2 separate regions of the Ovis aries genome follow, and region 1 is linked to region 2. The links are chromatin contacts, called in public Hi-C maps. All regions are on one chromosome and are shown on one strand. The core of a region is the stretch at or near the end of the contact, and the rest is flanking DNA. Distances in the headings are between cores, read along the strand shown.

Evidence for each region. A called contact is a pair of places that touch in the nucleus more often than the background predicts.
Region 1: a Hi-C map of mixed tissues shows a contact between it and region 2, with 6 times the contacts expected there. The contact joins the promoter of RPS6 here to the promoter of HAUS6 in region 2. A contact is called at or near these places in 5 of 16 Hi-C or Micro-C datasets (blood, mixed tissues, omental adipose tissue and 1 more).

The regions. Positions count from the first base shown.
Region 1 is chr2:87,896,099-87,901,605 of ARS-UI_Ramb_v3.0, reverse strand. It overlaps RPS6 (ribosomal protein S6), which reads left to right and starts at 1,270. Exons shown (of 6, transcript XM_004004394.6): 1 at 1,270-1,316; 2 at 1,827-1,958; 3 at 2,490-2,700; 4 at 2,861-3,007; 5 at 5,181-5,338; 6 at 5,428-5,507. The coding sequence starts at 1,311.
Region 2 is chr2:87,685,319-87,690,792 of ARS-UI_Ramb_v3.0, reverse strand. HAUS6 (HAUS augmin like complex subunit 6) reads left to right here and starts at 3,537. Exons shown (of 17, transcript XM_012126676.5): 1 at 3,537-3,949. The coding sequence starts at 3,822.

The sequences.
Region 1 (5,507 bases), core at 21-2,520, 210 kb before region 2:
TATTAAGTGCCATGCATTTTACTGCTTCCTGAGTATACCGTAGTGAAGTTATGAGACCTAGCCTAATTTACCATCTAGTATGCAGACAGACCATAAGCAGACCATTTATGTATTGTGATTAAACAGTACTATAAAGGAAAATAGTGCTACACTAGAGGAGAGGAATACAATTTCTGGTTGTGTGGTCAGGCAAGGCTTCTCTTAGGAAGGACATGTAAGCTGAAAGCCTTGCATGGTATTAACAAATGGCAATAGTTGAGCTTTGGACTGTGAAAAATATATGAAAGTAGGTTAAGAAGTTTGGAAAGTATTTAATTATAGTGGGAAATAAATTGCGCATCTCCAACAATGGAGTTGACAGAACTTTGCATTTTAAAAAGATCGCAGAGAAAAGGCAGAAAGCAGAGAGGCTCTTTGGGAGGCACCAGGACTTGGAGTAACTATGGTTAACTGGCTTTCAAGAAAGGCTGGCTGACAGTCCATGTCTGACGTAGGGTGCAGCATGCTTGGGGCTGGTGCATGGGGATGACCCAGAGAGATGTTGTGGGGAGGGAGGTGGGTGGGGGGGTCATGTTTGGGAACGCATGTAAGAGTTAAAGATTTTAAAATTTAAAAATAAAAAAATAAAAATATACTATTATAAAAAAAAGAAAGGCTGGCTGAATGCATCATTCTGTGATAGAACTGCAGGTGGCGCTAGTGGTAAAGAACTCGCCTGCCAATGCAGGAGACAGAAGGAACGCGGGTTCCGTCCCTGGGTCGGGAAGATCATCTGGAAGAGGGCATGGCAACCCACTCCAGTATTCTTGCCTGGAGAATCACATGGACAGAGGAGCCTGGAGGGCTTCATTCCATGGGGTCGCAAGAGTCGGACACGACCCAAGGGACTTAGCACTCATGCACGTGACAGAACGATGACTGCAAAGCGGTTAAAGGACAAGTGGATGATCAAGTATTTAAGAAAACACAAAGCACAAGTTTTCAAGACCGGAACCAGGGCAGGGCACGCTCCTAAACTGCAAAACTTCGGGACCAGAACTGCTCCCTAACCCAGAATCATACAGGAAAGAACACAGTAGAAGAACTAATCTTCCGTACTAAACCTGTGCCTTCTCGTACGCACCGCCCACCGACTCTTATCTCCCAACCGCTGATTAGCCCCACCCCGGAAGTACTGCCTACCAATACTCACTTCCACTATACCAGGCGTCTGCACATCTCGCGAGAACTGGAAGAGCCTATGTGACCTGGGCTAAGCGGAAGTTGGGTCTCTTTTTCGTGGCGCCTCGGAGGCTGTCGGCCGCTTCAGAATGAAGGTAGGACTTGGTGACGGGTGTCCGGGTAGGCTTGTGGAACGTGGAGCAAGTCCTATGATTTGTCGCTGGGCTCGAAAATCCTGGCCCTGGATGGAGAAGGGTCTGAGGCAGCAGAAGGATCGCTCTTCTGGGGCCGAAGCTCCATGGGAGAGCGGATGGCGAGCGATTGCAGCTGGAGCTACGCCGGTCTGGGAGCGCCATGGTGGCGTCTTGACCCCCAGGCAGGATAGAGGCGGCCGGGCTGACGGCACGTAGGTCAGGCTCCTTGATCTGAGAGCGTGAACGGCTATGGACAGTAATTATCCGTGGCGGCATTCCGCAAGCCTTGCAAGATGGGTCCTATTTTTAGTGCCGTGTTTGTGGCGCCTTGCACGTGTCCTTTAGTGAATGTAATCAAATTTTCTGTTAGTTGTGTGCGGGTGACAGGAAAGGCTTTTTGCTATGGGATAACTTTTCTAGTGGTTCTGCGATTTTCATGAAGTTCTTTTCCCCCTTGTCTGTAATTTTTAGCTGAACATCTCTTTCCCGGCCACTGGCTGCCAGAAGCTCATTGAAGTGGACGATGAACGAAAACTTCGTACCTTCTACGAGAAGCGTATGGCCACAGAAGTTGCTGCTGACGCCTTGGGTGAAGAATGGAAGGTAAAAGTTGAATTGTTACAAGTTGAACTGTCGCGTTGAATTGTTAGCTCTATTTAAGAGAGGTGGTAAACGCTATTGGTAATTGGTAAATGTAATGGGGTTCACACTCGGGTTGTTAGTTCCAAATGTCACTTTATAAGGTGGCGCTATCACTTGGCAGGGTTATGCTTATGTAGATCAAATGAAAAATATATCGTTCTTGACCTGCAAGCTAAAGGCCTCCAAAGGGATCTTCAAAAGTGCCAAGAAGATTGTTTCTGATTTATGGTTCCTTGATACTTTGGTTTCATAACATACTCTTTCTACCCCAGGAGTTAACAACTCTGGTAAAATAAAGGCTAGAAATATGACTTGGTTGAAAGGATTTTGCCAGTCTAACTTGGGAAACTGTTAGTATAGACAAAATTTAGTGACCAGAGGAAAGTATTTAAAATGTCAAATCGGTCCTAATGAACGGTACTAAGTAGAATTAAGGGTGTACTTAGAGGCCACAGTGCTTTGTTTTTAATGTGTCATCGTGTTCTTTTGCAGGGTTATGTGGTCCGAATCAGTGGCGGGAACGACAAGCAGGGTTTCCCCATGAAGCAGGGTGTCTTGACCCATGGCCGAGTTCGCCTGCTTCTGAGTAAGGGGCATTCCTGTTACAGACCAAGGAGGACTGGAGAGAGAAAGCGCAAATCTGTGCGGGGTTGCATTGTGGATGCCAATCTGAGTGTTCTCAATTTGGTCATCGTGAAAAAAGGTGAGCCTTTTATTCTGGAGTTTATTTTTGTCAACACTGACTTAAAGCTGATTGTCTTTGAAAGTGGACTAAGTGGCTTTGGTAATGCCTGAACAGTTTAGGGTTCTTGTTTGTAAGGAAGTTGTTGAATTAAAAACATCTGTTCACTTTTTTCTTTTAGGGGAGAAGGATATTCCCGGACTCACTGATACTACAGTGCCTCGTCGCCTGGGTCCCAAAAGAGCTAGCAGAATCCGCAAACTTTTCAATCTCTCTAAAGAAGATGATGTCCGCCAATATGTTGTGCGAAAGCCCCTAAACAAAGACGGTATGAGGGATTATGCAGTATAGAGATTTCTTAATTTCATTGGTTGTACCATTCTATATGCATGTTGGAAGCCAATCTCTGCCTACTATTTACCTAGAATATGCATTTTTAGGAAATTAGTGTGGAAAAGGGTCAAGATGATGCAATTGGAATTAATTCTCATTATAACCAGTGCCCTATAGTGTTAGAATTTTTCTTGAAAATTTGCTTTTGAGTCATTGTATGAGTTCATTCAAAGATAACATCAGTTAAGTTCATTGCTTTGGGGTTAAGAGAAAAGTCTGGGATTGTGATTGAATATGCTTTCATGCCCACACACTTGGTTTCTTAACATATCAGTGGTTTTAGTTTTTTGTTTACCAAAATTGATGCCTTTATTAACATAAGTTGCCTTAACTTCTGAATGTGGATAGCGATAGTTTTGTGAATTAGAAAACCATTCAAAATACCAGGGAACATACATATAACTTTTATGTTGAAGTACAGTTGACTTACTATAAAAATGTTTTAAGTTAATTTTGTTGTACAGCAAAGTGATTCAGATATATGTAAAATCTTTTCTGTTGATTTATCTCAGGGTATTGAATATATTCCATGTGCTATGATATGAGTAGGACTTTATTCCATGTGTAATAATTTGCATCTGAGAATCCCTAACTCCAAATCCATCCCTCCACACCCAACCTCCCTTGGCAACCACGAGTCTGTTCTGTGTGTCAGTGAGTCTGTTTTGTAAAGTTTGTGTTATATTTTAGAATCCACATGTTTAAGTGATATTGTATGTGTCTTAACTGTGGCTTCATTCGGTGTGATCATCTCTAGGTTCATCCATGTTCTGCAAATGACACTGTCATTTTTTGTAGTTTAGTATTCCACTGTATATATGCATGACATCCATTCATCTGTTGGTGGACATTGAGGTTGTTTTCCTGTCTTGGCTATTGTGAATAGTGCTGCTATGAACATAGGGGAGCATGTATCTTTCTGAATTACAGTCGTGTCGATATATGCCTTGGAGTGAGATTGTTGGATCATATGGGAACTCAGTTTTTAGTTTTTTCAAGAAAACTTGGTGTTTTACATTTTAAGCAGGTATATTGTTAGTCAACATAAGACATCATCATAAATAACATGCTAGTTTCAGGTTGAGTTTTCCTGACAAATTGGAAAAAAACTGGGGTATTGGTTTCCAGGAGTGTGGGCCTAAATAAGCTAATTAATACCTGGCATGTGGTGAGTGCTTATTGGTTACTCATTCCAAATATTTGGAAACCTTCTCTGTGCCAGGTTCTATTAAGTGCTGAAGATATGGTATAAATACACAATTGTAGTCGCATCTCTGGAAATAACATTATTAAGTGCTGCTGCTAAGTCACATCAGTCATGTCCGACTCTGTGCGACCCCATAGACGGCAGCCCACTGGGCTCCCCCGTCCCTGGGATTCTTTTATCATTTAGCAGAACCTGGACAGTTGATCATTTAGTCTTAGACTCTGTTTATATGGAGTGTTTATTGATCTCACAGGGGTCTCAAACTAAAACCATTACATCTGAAAAGATTCCTGCTGTGAAGCAGATTTATAATCCAGACAGGCTCAATGAAGATACTCCTAGGAATTTGTTGGTGGTCCAGTGGTTAGGACTCTGCTTTTACTGTGGTGGCCCAGGTTCAAATCCTGGTTGGGGAACTAAGCTCCTACAAGCAGCACAGCATTGCAAAAAAAATTTAATGAATGTTGATGGTTTTACTCCTCATAAGCAGATAAGCAGGTCCTTTCTGTCTTGGAAAATAGAAATCTGACTACCAGTTGGGACTTCAAAGCATGGCGGGTGGCACAGTGATGCAGCTAATGCTTTACTTAGTTTTCATAACAAATTAAATACTGTTTTAAAGTAATGTTCACATGTCTTATGGTATAGATACATAATATCCTACTAAGACAATGTAATTATGGAAGGGATATCAAAGTGAGTAGTAAAAATTAAGATAGGACTTCCATCTTTTCAGCTAAGTAACATAAATTTGTTTGAACTTGATATCCAAACTATTGGTATTTAGTGAGCTGTTAGGATTAAATGTGCTACTAAGTTTGAATCTCTGATGTTTTAAAAATATAAATGTGGGTCCTCTTGAGCAAGGGTGTGGAAGTGATTGAGTCATCTAAATTTTTAGGTAAGAAACCTAGGACTAAAGCACCCAAGATTCAGCGTCTCGTGACTCCCCGAGTTCTGCAACACAAACGCCGGCGTATTGCTCTGAAGAAACAGCGTACTAAGAAAAATAAAGAAGAGGCTGCAGAGTATGCTAAACTTTTGGCCAAGAGAATGAAGGTAAATCTCAGGGGGAAATAGGAGTTATGGGATTTGCGTTTTTTAATCCAGATGAGCTCTAACTGCACTTTGTTTTTTGTTTTGTTCAGGAGGCCAAAGAAAAACGGCAGGAGCAGATCGCCAAGAGACGGAGGCTGTCCTCCCTGAGAGCTTCTACTTCCAAGTCTGA
Region 2 (5,474 bases), core at 2,288-4,787:
TTAGCTATATGACCTTAAACTTAGTTTTTCTGTACCTCAAGTTCCTCATCTGTAAGGATAATAGTAAGGATAATTGTAGGTTTATTATGAAGCATAAACATTTGGAAAATCTTAGAGCAATGCCTGGCACAGAACAGCATTACATAAGTATTAGTTAAGAAAATTGTACAAACAATGGTTAGCGCAGTATTGAGGAGCATCCCTACTGTCTAGATTGTAATTCTGAAATACCTTTTCCCACTAGAGAAAGCAGTACGTCTTGAAGAAATGGCTGATTCCAGGTCTGGGGCAGGAAATGTACAAAATGAGCCTTGAACTTCTTGCTATTTCAGGTAGAAAAGAAGCTGATTTAAAGAAGTTCCCATTGACTAAAGATGGAACAATCTGAACTTCAATAAGAATAACTGCAATAGATTGAAGATTTGATGGTGTTCACATTTGATGGGATTCAAAATATTATATACACACACACACAACCTAATAACCTAATTGGTCACTTTGGGGGGATGATAGCAAACCAACTCATTATCTTGAAAACTGGTAAATAAAATGAAAGAATCAAGAGTTTATCCTTCTTTATGTCTTCACTCCTAGGTAAACAAATAGTAAATGAGGGAAAACGTCTCTCATAAAAGTATTCCTATTCCCTCTGACAAATGAAAAAGAAATTGGTATCTTAGTTGGGACTGCTATTACCAATTACCTTAGACTAAGTGGTTGAAACAACAAATATTTATTTCCCACAGTTCTGGAGGCTGGAAGTCTGAGATCAGGGTGCAGCAGAGTCAGGTTTTGGTGAAGGCCCTTCCGGGTTGCAGAGAGTTGGCTTCTCCGTGTATCACCATGTAGTGGGAAGAACAGAGACAGGAAGCAAACCCTCTTGTAATTCCATTCATGAGGGCTTTACCCTTAAGACTGCATCTAATCCTAATTGCATCGCAAAGACCCAACCTTCTAATACTATCACACTGAGCAACAGGGTTTCAACATAGAAATTTTTGGCAGGGGGACACAAACATTCAGCCCGTAACAAACGGTAAATTAGAATTTCAACATTTTGCAATCATTTGTGAATTATGGATCTAGGCACTTAGCATTAATGCCTGTCAATGGTATAAACAGATATTGCATACTTTCTGATGAAGAAGCCTACACCAACCATCATCTAGTGCTACCAAAGGCATCATACATGAGTCTGGTCAATCCTCTGGAGCCAGGTGTCAATTTGAAGGGAATACAGAGGACAGGGACAGTGGGACATGTTGAACTGTATCATGAGGATGCAATCAGTGAAATCCAGACCAGGGAAAATTATTCAGGTCAAGTAGCCCTGGTTCTTCAACAGATTACTTGTAAGAAAAAGGGGAGGGGAAATGAAAAAAACTGCAATTATATTATTGAAAACAGGGATTTTCCTGGGTGTTCAGTAGCTAGGACTCCATGCTTCCTAATGCAGAGAGCCTGGGTTCTATTCCTGGTCAGGGAACTAGATCTTACATGCTGCAGCTGAGACCAGGTGCAGCCAAAGTATTAAAAATAAAAGGACTTGCAAAATTAAAAAAAAATTGTATTATTAAAAACAAACAAAAGGATACCTACATCCCAACTTTCAGTAGCCAGAACATGGAGGCAACCTAAATGTCCATTTACAGGGGAGTGGATAAAGAAGATGTAGTACATATATACAATGGAATATTACTCAGCCATAAAAAAGAACAATGTAATGCCATTTGCAGCAACATGGATGGACCTAGAGATTGTCAAGTAAGTCAGATGCAGACAAATACCATATGATATCACTTATATATGGAATCTAAAAAAAAGTACAAATGACCTTATTTACAGAACAGAAGTAGACTCACAGATGTAGAAAACAAACATAGTTACCAGGGGATAAGGGAGGGGAGGAATAAACTGGGAGATTGGGATTGAAATATACACACTATTAAGTATAAAATTTAGTGAAAAGTGACAGTGAAAGTTTGTCACTAAGTCGTGTCCGACTCTTTGCGACCTCATAGTCTGTAGCCCACAAGGCTCCTCTGTCCATGGGATTTCCCAGGCAAGAAAATGAGTGGGTTGCCATTTCCATCTCCAGGGGATCTTCTGGACCCATGGATCAAACCTGCATCTTCTGCTGGAGCCACAAGGGAAGCCCTTATATATAAAATAGGTAGTAATAAAAACCTGTTGTATAGCAGAGGGAACTCTATTCAATAATTTGTAATGGCCTATATGGACGATATTAACAGCATGTTTATATACTGAGGGGAGAACTGATGATGCAGGAGAGAGTAGAGGACAAATACTGGAGTGTGAGAAAAGGAATACAGCATATCAAATGAGCGAGAGGCTTGGTCTTAGGTAGCTACACCCTGAGACAAGGAAGACTATATGGGCATAGATATAGGCAGACTGGTAAATTGTTGATGGAGGTTCTTTTTGGGAAGCACCTATCAACTAAGAACAAAGTTCATCATTGAGAGTGAGGAGGAGGAAGATACTGGAAGATCAAGAGAGGGAAGACTATATGTATAATTGTATGGAGAGTGAGATTTGGGAAAAATAGTAGGGTGGAGAGGGCAGGCCTAAAAGTCTACTTCAGTTATCATGAATTTTGGATGACACCAGGCATCATGATTGCATTAAACTGCTAAACTTCAGGTATGGAGTAGGCAGAGAACTGATTCAATAGTGATTTGTTTTCTGCCAGATAAATCTGGCAAAGAGAAGGGGGGCTAGGGTGCTGAGAAGAGGTCAAGAAACTGAGAGGCCAGGGCATTGGAAAGGTCAATACATGGACAATGAAATCATCAAAAAATTATTACAGGAGTAACGTTGGAGAGACAGAGAATTAAATGCGAAATTTCAGAACAAGGTCCAGCAACCTGGAGATCTTATACTTGACCTCCATAAGGAAGAGTTGCGGGTGACCGCATACATTTCAAATAAGCTGGTGGTTTTAGTGAGGCAATAATGGCTAAACTGGTGATAAGAAATAAGTAGGATACCCACCCCATTTCCAGGTCTGGTTGTATTGATATACGTACGGCATGTAGAGGAGAAAGCAATCATCAATTGACAGGGCTGCAGAGGAAAGGTATATGCGTAGGGGAGAGCCAGATTTCTTAAAGTAAGGAGCTGAAAGGAACTTTAGGGTTAGGGCACTTTAGGGCATTGAAGATTTTATTAATAATAGCCCCGACGCTCAGAAATGAGGCGACATGCTCAGGGTTACACATATACTGAGAATAGCTGAGAATGCCTTTTCTACTACACTGAATAACGGCCTGTGGTTTTTATCTGACGTAGTAGGCATATACGAGCGAGAGGAAACACAGAGATCAGACAAAAAGTCAGGAAGCGCGAAGCCAAACAATGCCGTGCTGAAGCCTGCAAGCGCGAAAAAGTTCCCCAGCCCCGCAAAGCCTTCTGGGTCTTGTTGTTCCCCGCCGGTCTTGCGCGGAAAAGACCAAGGGGAGGGCGCATTGCATGGCGGGAGATATAATCCTCCCAGGGAGCCCGTCCTCCACCGCGAGCCGGGCGGCGTCTTCCGGAAGCGCGGGACGCTCGGTTTGTGGTGTCTTTGCTCTGGCCGCTGTGCGGTGCTACAGTTAGAGGTTCTATTTTCCTGAGACTTTAGAATTTCAGGCTACTTGAGGCCATTTGAGGCGAAATGGCTCCGAACGAGAGAGGTTCAAGTGTTGGCAGTGGAGGGGCCGCCGCCACCTTAGGCTGCCCTTAGGAAAGAAGCCTGAGGGGCCCTCTCAGTCCTTGGAGCCTGTGCTTTCTTCCTTTGCCGGGCCCTGCCTACGGCGAAGATGAGATCGGCCTGGGTCACTTCTTTCGAAAAGGAGCGTCTGTGGATGTACCTGCAGGCGCTCGGCTTCGAGCCTTGTCTGGCGACCATAGCCTGCGGAAATACCGTGTCACACACGCACTTCGGAGTGTAAGGAGGACTGGGCTGGCGGCGGGGGTGTCTGAGACTGGTTACGTTGGTGCAGCCCGCCCTGTTGCGGACCGGCGGGTTGATAATTAGGTAGTCGGTTACCGTGGTGCGGCGCTGGCTACAAAGCCTTTGCTCCTAGCGGCAGCTGACCTGGTGGCAGAGACTGTCCGTTATGGAACCTAGCTGGGAGCGCTTTGTAGGAAGTCGAGTCTGCAGTTGGGGCGAAACTGGAGGTGGGGGCTTAGTCCTGGTTTGGTCGTGAAGCTGGTTGGTCTGTGAAGTCAAGGGAGGGGGCGATTTGGTAACGGAGAGCCACCGCCTTCCATTGTATAGAAACGCCGTTAGGACTCAAGGGGGGCTGTTAAAGTAGTTGCTCTTTAGTTTATACTTTTTGCTTATTAGACTGAAGCATTCCACAGAATGATGCTAAAGCTGAAACTCCAGTACGTTGGCCACCTCATGCGAAGAGTTGACTCACTGGAAAAGACTGATGCAGGGCGAGGGCGGGGGGCGAGGGGGGGGATTGTGGGCAGGAGGAGAAGGGGACGACAGAGGATGAGATGGCTGGATGGCATCACGGACTCGATGGACGTGAGTTTGAGTGAACTCCAGGAGTTGGTGATGGACAGAGAGGCCTGGCGTGCTGCGATTCATGGGGTCGCAAAGAGTCGGACACGACTGAGCGACTGAACTGAACTGATGCCACAGTTAGCAAAAAACCAGTGGAGAGTGGTACTAAGGTGAAAAGTAAAGGCTCCTTCCTACTCTGCTATAAATGTTACAGTCTCATTATAAAAAGAAACTTTTTTTATATTTCTGTGTCTTAGCAACTTTACACAGTATTATCTTCCCCACTGAAGGCCAACGAAAATTTGGGATCCTGTTCTCAATCTTCTTGACATTTGTAATTATGTTATTTCCATCCTTCTTGTGACAGTATTTAAATAATGTGCTTAGTCCTCTATTTCTTGATGTATTAATCTTAAAAGTATCTCTTGATTTCCCGCTAAGTAATTTCACAGTGAAGGTAGCCTTTTCTTTATACGAAAATTAGTTACTACCCTCTTTTGCCTTCTCCCTTTTCTTGACTTTTTCAGCTGTATTAAAATTGTTTTAGTGTCAAGATTTAGAGACTCCTAACCTCTCTGTGCCTTAGTTTCCTCATCAGTAATATGGGTGTAGGGCTTCCCTGGTGGCTCAGTGGTAAAGAATCTGCCTGCCAATGTAAGATACGCTGGTTGGAACCCTGGGTGGGAAAGATCCCCTGGAGGAGGAAATGGCAACCCACTCCAGCCTTCTTGCCTGGAGAATCCCGTGGCCAGAAGAGCTGGCAGGGCTCCAGTTGGTGGGACACAAGTGAGCACCTGCTGTCAAAGGTTAGAGCTGTAATTATAATAAGTTTTGCTTGGGAACTATTTGTTTAGAAGTTACTACTATTTATATATAGAAATGCTTTGTCTAGCCTAAAAATTGACAACCAGTGGGTAGCATTTATCAAGTTATGATTCTGTATTAATAAATGTTC